2 separate regions of the Mus musculus genome follow, and region 2 is linked to region 1. A link is a contact called in public HiChIP or PLAC-seq data. All regions are on one chromosome and are shown on one strand. The core of a region is the stretch at or near the end of the contact, and the rest is flanking DNA. Distances in the headings are between cores, read along the strand shown. Region 1 holds the start of Shisa9 (shisa family member 9). Region 2 overlaps Shisa9 (shisa family member 9).

Evidence for each region. HiChIP or PLAC-seq counts read pairs in DNA pulled down with a chosen protein or histone mark.
Region 2: an H3K4me3 HiChIP or PLAC-seq map of bone marrow-derived macrophages shows a contact between it and region 1, with 2.0 times the contacts expected there. The contact joins the enhancer-like site here to the promoter of Shisa9 in region 1. A contact is called at or near these places in 4 of 39 promoter capture datasets (the 3T3-L1 cell line, embryonic stem cells, hippocampal neurons and 1 more), 3 of 484 Hi-C or Micro-C datasets (the N1E-115 cell line, bone marrow-derived macrophages and nephron progenitors), 4 of 115 datasets of contacts at active chromatin or transcription factors (bone marrow-derived macrophages, embryonic stem cells and neural progenitor cells) and 1 of 9 other capture datasets (adipose tissue).

The regions. Positions count from the first base shown.
Region 1 is chr16:11,981,735-11,986,497 of GRCm38.p6, reverse strand. It overlaps Shisa9 (shisa family member 9), which reads right to left and starts at 2,385. Exons shown (of 5, transcript NM_028277.2): 1 at 1,355-2,385. The coding sequence starts at 1,917. It overlaps Gm32278 (predicted gene, 32278), which reads left to right and starts at 2,753. Exons shown (of 2, transcript NR_155455.1): 1 at 2,753-2,940.
Region 2 is chr16:12,030,778-12,035,540 of GRCm38.p6, reverse strand. The region is part of intron 2 of Shisa9 (shisa family member 9); the gene reads right to left. Among named protein-coding and RNA genes, the nearest start is that of Shisa9, 49 kb to the right of the region's middle. Within about 2 kb of position 2,805, at least 28 of the 459 cell types and tissues checked have an H3K27ac peak or open chromatin away from gene starts, as enhancers often do. A contact at or near this core is called in bone marrow-derived macrophages, where this site is marked.

The sequences.
Region 1 (4,763 bases), core at 1,136-3,635:
GTCAGCACCTTTTCTTGGTTCCAGTTTCCTGGGTGCCCTGGGAGCTTATTTTTGTGCCCCAAGAAAACACCATCTACCACTAACCCAAACTGAGCAGAACTTCCCCACCTTCCCTCCAGATCCCTTATCTCTGGGAAAAGGAAAAACTCATTGGATACTCTTTCTCATCATATACACAGAAAATGATTACCAGTGGGGTGGTAATGTTCCTTTGCCTATTTTTGCTAGGTCTCTTTGTTCAGATTTTTAGGCATGTACACAGATAGCATGCACACACGCACTTGTGAGCTAGCACGCATACACACACACACACACACACACACCCTACGTGGGGGAGGAGGGTGTTGGAGAGTGAAGAGAACACTGTGACTTCAATGCCCAGACTTAAAATCAGTTGGACTTTGGCTCCAGCCATCCTGCTGTCATCTGGCCCACAGTTCTCCTTGCATCCCTCTCACTCAGACCTCATGCTAACCCAGCATCTCTCCCCTGGCTCCTGGCTTACTCTGCATCCTTCACCTCCAAAGTTATTGAGTTCTGGGAATCATTTTAGACACTTGGGGGAGGGGTTAAACAAAAAGGCAAATAGCTCCCTTAATCCCCAAATGCTTTCTCCCATCTGCTGCGACTTTGCCAGTGATAGGACTTGCATAATGAATAAAGGGAAAGGCAAAGTTGATGAATCAAGGTGCTTGAAGGGTGGAGGGGGCCCGTGGAGTCATCTCCAGGCCAGGCAAGGTGTGCAGCGTTGTGATGGCTGCAGCACAGAGAGGAATAGATGGTGAGGGAGAAATGGAATGGGGAAAGAAGAGGTTCTAATCAAGGACCCTCAAAGCTCTGGGGAAGCGCCAGCACTAGGAGGCTTTGGTTCTGGTGCACTCTCCCTAACCTTTGCTTCATTTTCGCTAGTGTACAAGTTGCAGGAGGTACTCACTCTTTCCCTCCGTTCCTCCCTCCCTCCAACACACAAGCACACGGATCATACACGCCCCCCCCCCCACTTCCTTTCAGGTTCGCCTGCCTCTGTTTACCTCCATAAATGGATCCTCTCCCCAAAACGCAAGAGTTTAAAGACCCGGCTATGTGTCTCAAGACCCACCATCATATCTGGTGAGAGGGAACAGGAGGTGGGCGAGGGGAAAAGAGACTTTCCCCTTCCACACTCGGCCTTCACTCCCACCTGTGCTGAGCCCAATGCCTTGCTTGGCTCAATGCTACAAGGGAAAGTTGTCGTCCTGGATGACATTCCCCAATCGGAGACCTTGGGGTGGAGGGAAGCACGGCTGGGGAATGTTGGAGATGGATGGGAAAGGAAAGTGGACCCAAAGAGGGGGGCGAAGGGGAGGCAGCCCACCTGGACATGTGTTCCCTTTGGGGCCGGTGCGCTTTCTCCAGCCCCAGCTTGGTGAAGATGCCCACCAGCACCATGACAGCCACCACCCCGCAGATGATGTAGACGATAAGGTTGGTCTTGTCCTTGGTGGGGTCGTGCAAGGGGTCATCCTTACGCGCTGGGGGCTTGCCCGTGTTAAGCCAGAGTGGCGTGTCGTAGTTGGTACAGGTGCTCTGGTTCAGTCGCCGCTTCTTAAACGTGCAGCAGAACCGGAAGCCACAAGTCCCGCAGCAGAAGATGAAGTCGCCCGAGCTGCAGTTGAACGGCGGGTCCCACTGGCCCATGACATCGAAGTAGCCCCGACAGGAGTCTGGCGTGGGCGCTCGAGTCGGCGGTGCGTCCGAGCCCCCGACGCCCTCGCCGGCCTCTCCGGAGGCGGCTCCGGAGCGGTTGCCCCCTGTGAGCAGCAGTACGCCGCCCAGTTGCGCTAGCTGCCCGTGCCCAGATCGCTCCTGCGCCCGGCACATGCGGGCACACAGCTCGGTGAGGAAGCAGCCGAGAAGCAGCCGAAGGACTCGGCGCATCGTGTCTCCCAACCCGGGCTGGAGCGCTCGGCCGCCGCTGGAGCCGCTACCGCCGCCTCTGGACGCGCGGCCGAAGCTGCCGAGGCTGCTGGCGGGGGCTGCGGGCCGCCGCTGGCCGCACATGCAGGGAGGCGGCGCGGGGCGCTCGGTGGTCGGCGGCCACTGCGCTCGGCTCAGACTGCGTTCGCCTCCAGCGCGACGCGCGCCGAGGAAGGGGGCCGGCCGGGGAGGAGCGCGCCGGGGCCGGGCGGGGACGGAGCAGGAGCGGGGGCCAGCGCGGGGTGCAGGTCCTGCTGGCCACCGGGGGAGGCGGGGGTGGAAAACAGGAGAGAGTCGCTGTGTCCGTAACTCCCTTCCACCCGCCACCCGGGACTCGGCTCCCCACGTCCGCTCGCTCGCAGGATGCTCTTCACCTCTCTAGCACGCCAAGTGCGCTGGAGAGAGAGAGAGAAGCGACACTTGTGGAATGAAGGGAGGGCCAGAGGGAAGGGGGAAGGGGAGGAGGGCGGATAGAGGAGGGGTGGTGGTGAGCGCTAGCTCGAAAGGGGCGGGGGCGCGTAAAGAGGTGACTCGGGCGGGCGGGGGCGAATAGGGGGCGTGCAGAGAGAGCTCGGGCAAAAGCAGCAAGCTCCACCGCTGCCAGGCTCGAAAGAACAGCTCTGATTTCTCGGCAGGTGGAAAGAACCACGGCCGGGACCTCTGGCACCCTCTCGGGGAGAAAGGTGCTCCTCACCCCAAGCAAAGACTCAGAGGTGGTTCCGCCCTCGATTTCCCCCCCTAGGGGTGCGTGCGCAGGAGCTGCGATTGCAATCTGTCGATCAGGGAAGGGGTGACTAGGAGAATCGGGACAGATTAGATGGCTTGCTCACTCCAAGACACACTAGAAGCAGTGTAGACAAGATCTCCCTCCTCCTCCCGGGCGTGCAGGAACTGCCTTGCCCTTTCCGGGGATGCGACCTCATGCCTGGCGCGAGCCTGGGATGGTTCGAGTCCCTGAACAGAGAAGAGGCTGGAACTGGGAAGGTGGGTTAGGTGTCAAACCCCTTGGGCTGTGGTAAGCACCCCAGAACAGGGGCTTGGGAACTCATATTAAAAGCTGGGTGGTCTGGCGAGGCGGTCAGCGGACAAAGCGAAGGCAATGGCTCACCCTGGAAGGGCTCTCCTAAGAACTCCCCTAGCCCTTAGGACCTGCCGCTTTCTGTCCCTCTTCGCCCCCGCAGCGAACGCTGAGCTCCACAGGAGGGCACACAGCGGCGCCGCCTCTGCGCTGGCAGTTTTGGCGCAGCGCAAGGCCTGGGCACTCATCCTCAGCCACTCGTTTCTGCAGCCCGCGCGACAGTCTCCAGAGCAGGCTGTCCCCTGTCCCCACGGAGCCCCCCTTCCCCGACATCCTCACCGAGGTTGTTTCCTTGGCTCCCAGCATCTCTTCTCAACCTTTCCAAATTTGTTCTCTCTTCCTTTCTCCTGACTGATTCCTCCCAGCCCTCCATAAGCCCTCGACCATTTCTCCTATTTCTTCCTGCCCTCTACTTGAATTTGATTTCAATAGCCCCTAAATCAGGATTCACATCAAAGCTGCTAAGCTAAATTTATATCCCCACACGCCCTGGCGTTTTGTTTTTTAATTGTATTAACTGAGTATGCTCTTTGCAGTAGGCTGGGTGAATCACAGAGGAAGCAATGTTTTCTGTTCCCTCTCCTCTTGTTTGGTTTCAGCTGCAGGACTCTTGGGGGAAATTTTCAAAGGACCACGAAGTTGGGCCACATGTAAAATGGTCTGCTGGGATCCTCTTAATTGATAATTTATGAGAGGATTTATTAAGACTGTGTGGCAAGTTTTTTCCAAATCAAAGGGTTTGGCTAAACTCCCCCTCCCTTTGATGAAAGAAGATTTACAAATGCAGCCCAGGGCCACCTTGGTAAACCACACCAGGTCTTAGAGCCAAGACTGACTGCAGTAGAATGTACTCCAACCCATCCCCCACTGTGAAAAGGAAAGAGAACTGCCAACCAGCTTCCTCACCATAGGACCCTGCAAATAGGGTGGGAGGCATATTTGTCATACTGGCAACCCACAACTGCTACCACCTTGTCCATCCCATAAACATTGGTGTGGGAGCTGATGGCAGCTGACATTTCTCTGTGAGTTATAGCACAATCCCTAAGCTTGCTTTTATTAAAAATCAATAACTACTGAGTACCAGACAACCTGGGGTCTTGTAGAGGAATCAGTGAGCTCAGGGGCTCCCTTAATTCTCTGCTTCTTGGTTAATATTATCTTCCCAATAGCAATGAGAGAAACTGAGCCTCAAAGCAATGAGAAAGCTACCCAGGGAGTTTGTGGAGTGAAAGCTATTGACATTTTACCCAGGAACTATGCTTCCAGAGTCTGTGACTGGCCACTTCCTGTCCCTTCCTAACAGACATGCACCCCACCTTTGATTACGTGTTTCTATCTTTAATGTCTCCAAGCACTGCCATGTAAATAACATGACTAAAATGGCCTTGATAATCTGTGTTCCCAGGCACACAGACAAAAACGAATTGTGAAGTATGTTAGCTAGGTGTTTAGTTAATTAAGATTTTTAACAAGTTATGAATCATGAAATTACTTGTCATGAAAGCAAGAGGACCTGAGTTTACCCCCTCAAACCTACATGAGGAAGCAGAGTGTGGTGGCACATACTTAGAATCACATAGCTGGGGGAGAGGACACAGGCAGACCCCTGGGACACTTGGGCCAGCTGTCTTAACCTACTGAGGGGGATCTCCTGACAAAGGGATGGGGTGCTGGAGAGATGGCTGAGCAGTTAGGAGCCCTTACTGTACTTACAGAGGACTCAGCA
Region 2 (4,763 bases), core at 1,556-4,055, 49 kb before region 1:
AATTCTGGCTCCTCTTTATATCCTTACAGGGGCCACCCTCATCAGCTCGTTTCACACAATTCCCTCCCTCCAGTCCTCTAAACAGGGACAGTGGAGGTCAGGGCTTTGATGCTTAAATCTGAGATAGGCATGGCACTTGCTCATAAGCACAGGAACCTGGAAAACATAATTCGCACAACTGAGAGGGTAAGAAAGGACAGTGAATAACCTCGGAAAGATCAGAGGAGCAGAGACCACTGAGCTGGGGTGGAGCCTGACTCTGTCCTACTGTCCACGGACAAGTTCTTGGGCCTCCTTAAGCGTCATTTCCCTTCTTGCCTTCTAGAGTTGCTACCTTGGAAAAGGGGACCTTGTATATGAAATGGCAGCATGACCCCAGCACACCATGGTCAGGTGATGGAAGGGACTGGCCTCCATCTGGCTAGAGAGAGCCTGGCTTGTGCAGACAAGACAGGCAGAGTGCCAGGCCTTGAGAAACAAGTCCAGCCACAGCCAGAGGCCTCCATACTGGGAGCTTTGCACTGACATCACCACAGGGCAGGCCACTCTGATCCTACTTTAATTACTCTTCCCAGGCTGAGGCTCTGGCCTCTTGGTGTTCAGTCCTAGCTGTGGGGATACAGGACTTGCTGGCCAAGAAAAGCTAGTTTGGGCAAGTGCATGCAGCCACACCTGACAGCTGCCCAAACAGTGGCGCTCACAGAAGCCTGCACCTGTGAGATGCCATGTGGCTCACGGGAGAGCAGTTACTGGAGAGAGAGTCCCAGTGCTGTGTGCACCCGTGTTTCTCGGGCAGGAGGGCAGGAAGGCAGGAGGGTAGGACTCTGCTCATTAGAATCCTGAACTCTGTTTGGTCTCCACTCAGCTTCTTCAGCCGCCATCCCCTTTACCTTGTTTAGCCTCCATTAACATTGATCCCTGGGGCCTCTCTACTTTTGGTCACTCTGCTGTCCCCACACGCACATACCACTGCTTCATGCCTCTGGACCTTAGGCCCTCCCCACCCTTGCCAACAGTCTCACCAGCTCCTCTCTCAATTAACTTCCCTCCTCCAACCTACACAAACCTTCTCTAAGACAGACAGATGCCCTCACTGGCTGCTTGTTATCTCTCTATATAACTCTATCCTGGTCTTCCTCCTATCACGGCACAAGTCAAATATGCACCAAGTTTGTATGCCCAACACACTCAAAATACCACAACATCATCTGCACCATGAAGCCCCTAGCACAGAGGCTAGAACACATTAATTGCTCAGTTAAGTGAGAAAGTAAGCTAGGATACGAAGTATCCCACTGACAGAAAGGGCACAGTGCCTTTAGCTGGAGGAGGATATCAAGACCAGCACCATGCTCAAGGTCCTGCCTGACTTGTCTCCTCCCACTTCTCCAGCTTCATGCAGATGTCACCTCCAGAGCATTTGCATTTCCACCCCTACTCTCCATTGCCAAGTCCACACCTTTGCATATGCTGTCCCCTTGCTCTGGAGCGCCTTTCTTGTCAGTGCTCTCTACCCTCCACCTGCCTGTCAAACGCTTGCTCAGGACCTTACAAGGCAGCTGCTCCTCTCTCCTATTCCTCTGTACTTCACTTGGGCCTGGCCCCTTTTTGACTTACAACTCCTGTTATGCTGAATAGCAGTAATGGATATCTGTCCGATCCTTCAGACAATGAGTTGTGGAAAAGCATTTTTCCCCCTTATTCATTCCTTGGAATATTCTAGAATACCCCAGCACTGAGTATACACTACACAGAATGGACACTCAGCCAGTAAGCATCAGATTCCCAAATGACTTTGCACAGGGTGCCTTCCCAAGGTACCCTTGGACAGTTCATCTCGCCACCCTGTGCATGCTTCCATTGTCTCACTCAAGCATGGTGTTGATAGGCTGTGCTGAGAATGCTCAGTATAGGCAGCATGGCTTGTGCCCGCCATAAGTATGTGCCCAGTAAAGTCATATGGCCTCAGCCTCCAACTGAGGAGCCTTTCTACACAAACATCCAAAGACACTGATGACATAATGTTACTAGTGTTGTGGTTTTGGCAAGATGTCCATAGAAGCTTATTGCTTGAAGCCACTTGTTCAATAAATGGTTGAAACATCAAGGTAACACCTGTATGCCTACTACATACACATGAACAAGTACATATAACACAGACACACAGTCAATATCAATCTAAGGAGCACTTAAAATGATCAGACATGGGAACTATTGATGAAAAACATTGATAATCATGTTCCCTTTAAGTCATCACTGAATCTTTATGAGGCAGGGGCGTGCATGTGCTCATGGCACACACGAAGGCCAGGGAACAGTGCCAGGTGTCCTGATCCATAGCTCCCCGCCTTCTTTCCTTCAAACAGAATCTCTCACTGAAGCTGAAGGTAGGCTGGGAATCTGCAAGCCCCAGTGATGAGCCTGCCTCTGCCTCCCACAGTGCAGGGATTAGGAACAAGCAAGAACATTTCCTGTGGATGCTGAGGATTTGAACTTGGGCCCCCATACTTGTATACCAACTGCTCTTACATACCTAGTGTCTCAGCAGAACTAGTCACTGGATCTCTGGCCACAACGTTAATCACTTTATAGAAATGATTGTGGAGGGAAAGAGGATAAGGAGAGAAAGAACATGCAGGAAAGGAAGGGGAGAGAAGGAAGAAAGAGATAGGGTAGGGGGAAGGAGAAGAGGGGAAGACAAAGGAGGGGAGGGGGATGGAGAATGAAGGAGACAGAAGAAGGGAGGGCATGGACAAAGAAGAGGGAAGAGGAAAAGGGGATCTATTAGTCAGTGCCCCAGACCTAGCACTGTGGTAGATCCTGTGACAGGAAAAAAAAAGAGAACAATATACAGAAAACACCCTGCTTGCAGTCTTGGGAGATGACTCATTAGCATAAGAGAACATAACTAGAGTTCAAGGCTGAACAAGATCAGGGCCAAATGCCAATGGGCACACCAGGCAAGTAAACATGCAGGGAGTGCGAGCCCTGCTCTGACCTATTTATAACAGTTCTTCAAAGACTCCATAAATATGTAGTGCTGACTACTGTATAATTAGAAGTCATAATGCTTACTCCTGAAGGGGGAACCTTTGCATATGAACACTTAATTTTCAATGTAAACTCACTTTATGTGACTGTTTTTTAATTGTGAAAAGAGCATTTTTTTAATTCAAAATAAGCATCATTAGTTTTCTTTTCCAAACTCCATATTTAGAGTGCAGAGATTGTTGGCTTAAAGGTGAGCCTGTGGGCAGAGCATGTGGACGGGGCGTGGGGTAGAACATGAGATCTATGTCTACCTGGCTGATGGTCATTTTGTGTCATCTTGAGCTAGTCCTCTAAGCCTCAGCTTTCTCTGATACACATGGAGCTCAGAGAACAAATGGAAGATAGTCAGCTCTAATGACAGTTGTTTCCTTCTTTCCTGGTCATTAGACCTCAAACAGAGACCCAGGCATCTAGGACCCCGCTAGGGCAGTCTTCCAGAGTCCAATGGTGGAGGACTGCGACCAGGGTTCCATGTGAAGGCTCCAGACAGTCTTTCCCAGTCCTTCCTGGTGCTAACCCAAGAGGGAGTGTTCAGCAACTATTTTCTCAGTGAGTAGAATGATTCTATGACGTGATCAATGAACCAGTGAGACTCACCCGGGAGAGGCTCAGCAAGTCCCTGATGGGATGGCTCACAGCTCTCCGGCTCCCACCCCATTGCTTTCCTTGAGAGCAAATTCATTATTAACCAAATAAAGAATCTATAGGATGTCTTTTATAAAGGAGTCACAAGATTCAGAGTTGAAAAAGCAACCCAAATAAGCTCTTAAAACACATCAGATCAAGTCTCTCCCACATAAAGCCACATCGTTTCCCATTACAATAAACAGCAGTTTTCTTTCTGCTGGTAGGCTGTAGCATCGGTTCTTCCTTTCTGACATCAGCTGATGTTTCTCTGGCTCTGACCCCTGTGCCTGGCCATACCATGCCTGTCTGAAATGATCTCAGGTAAAGTCAGTCCTCAAAGTCAACTCCCAAGAGGATGAAACCCCTTCAGGGGCATCCAGCCTTCAAGTCAAAAGTAGGTATGAGCAGGTGACATGGCTCAGCAGGTAAGGGTGCGTGCTGTAAGGCCTACATGAGTTTGATTCCTGGCACCCACAGGAAGGAAAAAACCTCTGGCCACCATATGTGTGCTGTGGCCTGGGTAAGTCCATGCATAAACACACACAAAATAAATAGTTTAAAATGTAATAACAATTTTAAATATTAAGTAGGTTGTCCATGCTTCAGTCGGCGACTGACCCCTACACTATATGGGCAGCACTAACTGGACTCAGTGGGTTATAAATTAATAATTAATTAACTAAAATTTGAATGTTATGTTTTGGGGGAGCCTTGGGAAAGTTGGAGGGAGTAGGTAGGTGTGACTGCAATCAAGATACACAGCATGTATGAAATTATATGAATTTTTCAAAGAATAAAGAAAAATGTTTGTTTTTAAAAATATGAAAAATTGTGAGCACTGAAAATATACATTTTTCTTAGATTATTTCATAAACAATATGATATAACAACTCTCTTTATAACATTTAGATTATGGTAAATGTCCTAAAGTGATCCAGAAACAGTTTCAGCTTACAGGAGTCCTGTATAAGTTACATGCAAACACTACATTATTTTTTTAGAGGAACCTGAACATCTATGCTTTTTTGTTAATATTGAGAGAGTGTTCTAAACTCATGCCTCTTGGCTGCCAAGGAGCAGCTCGC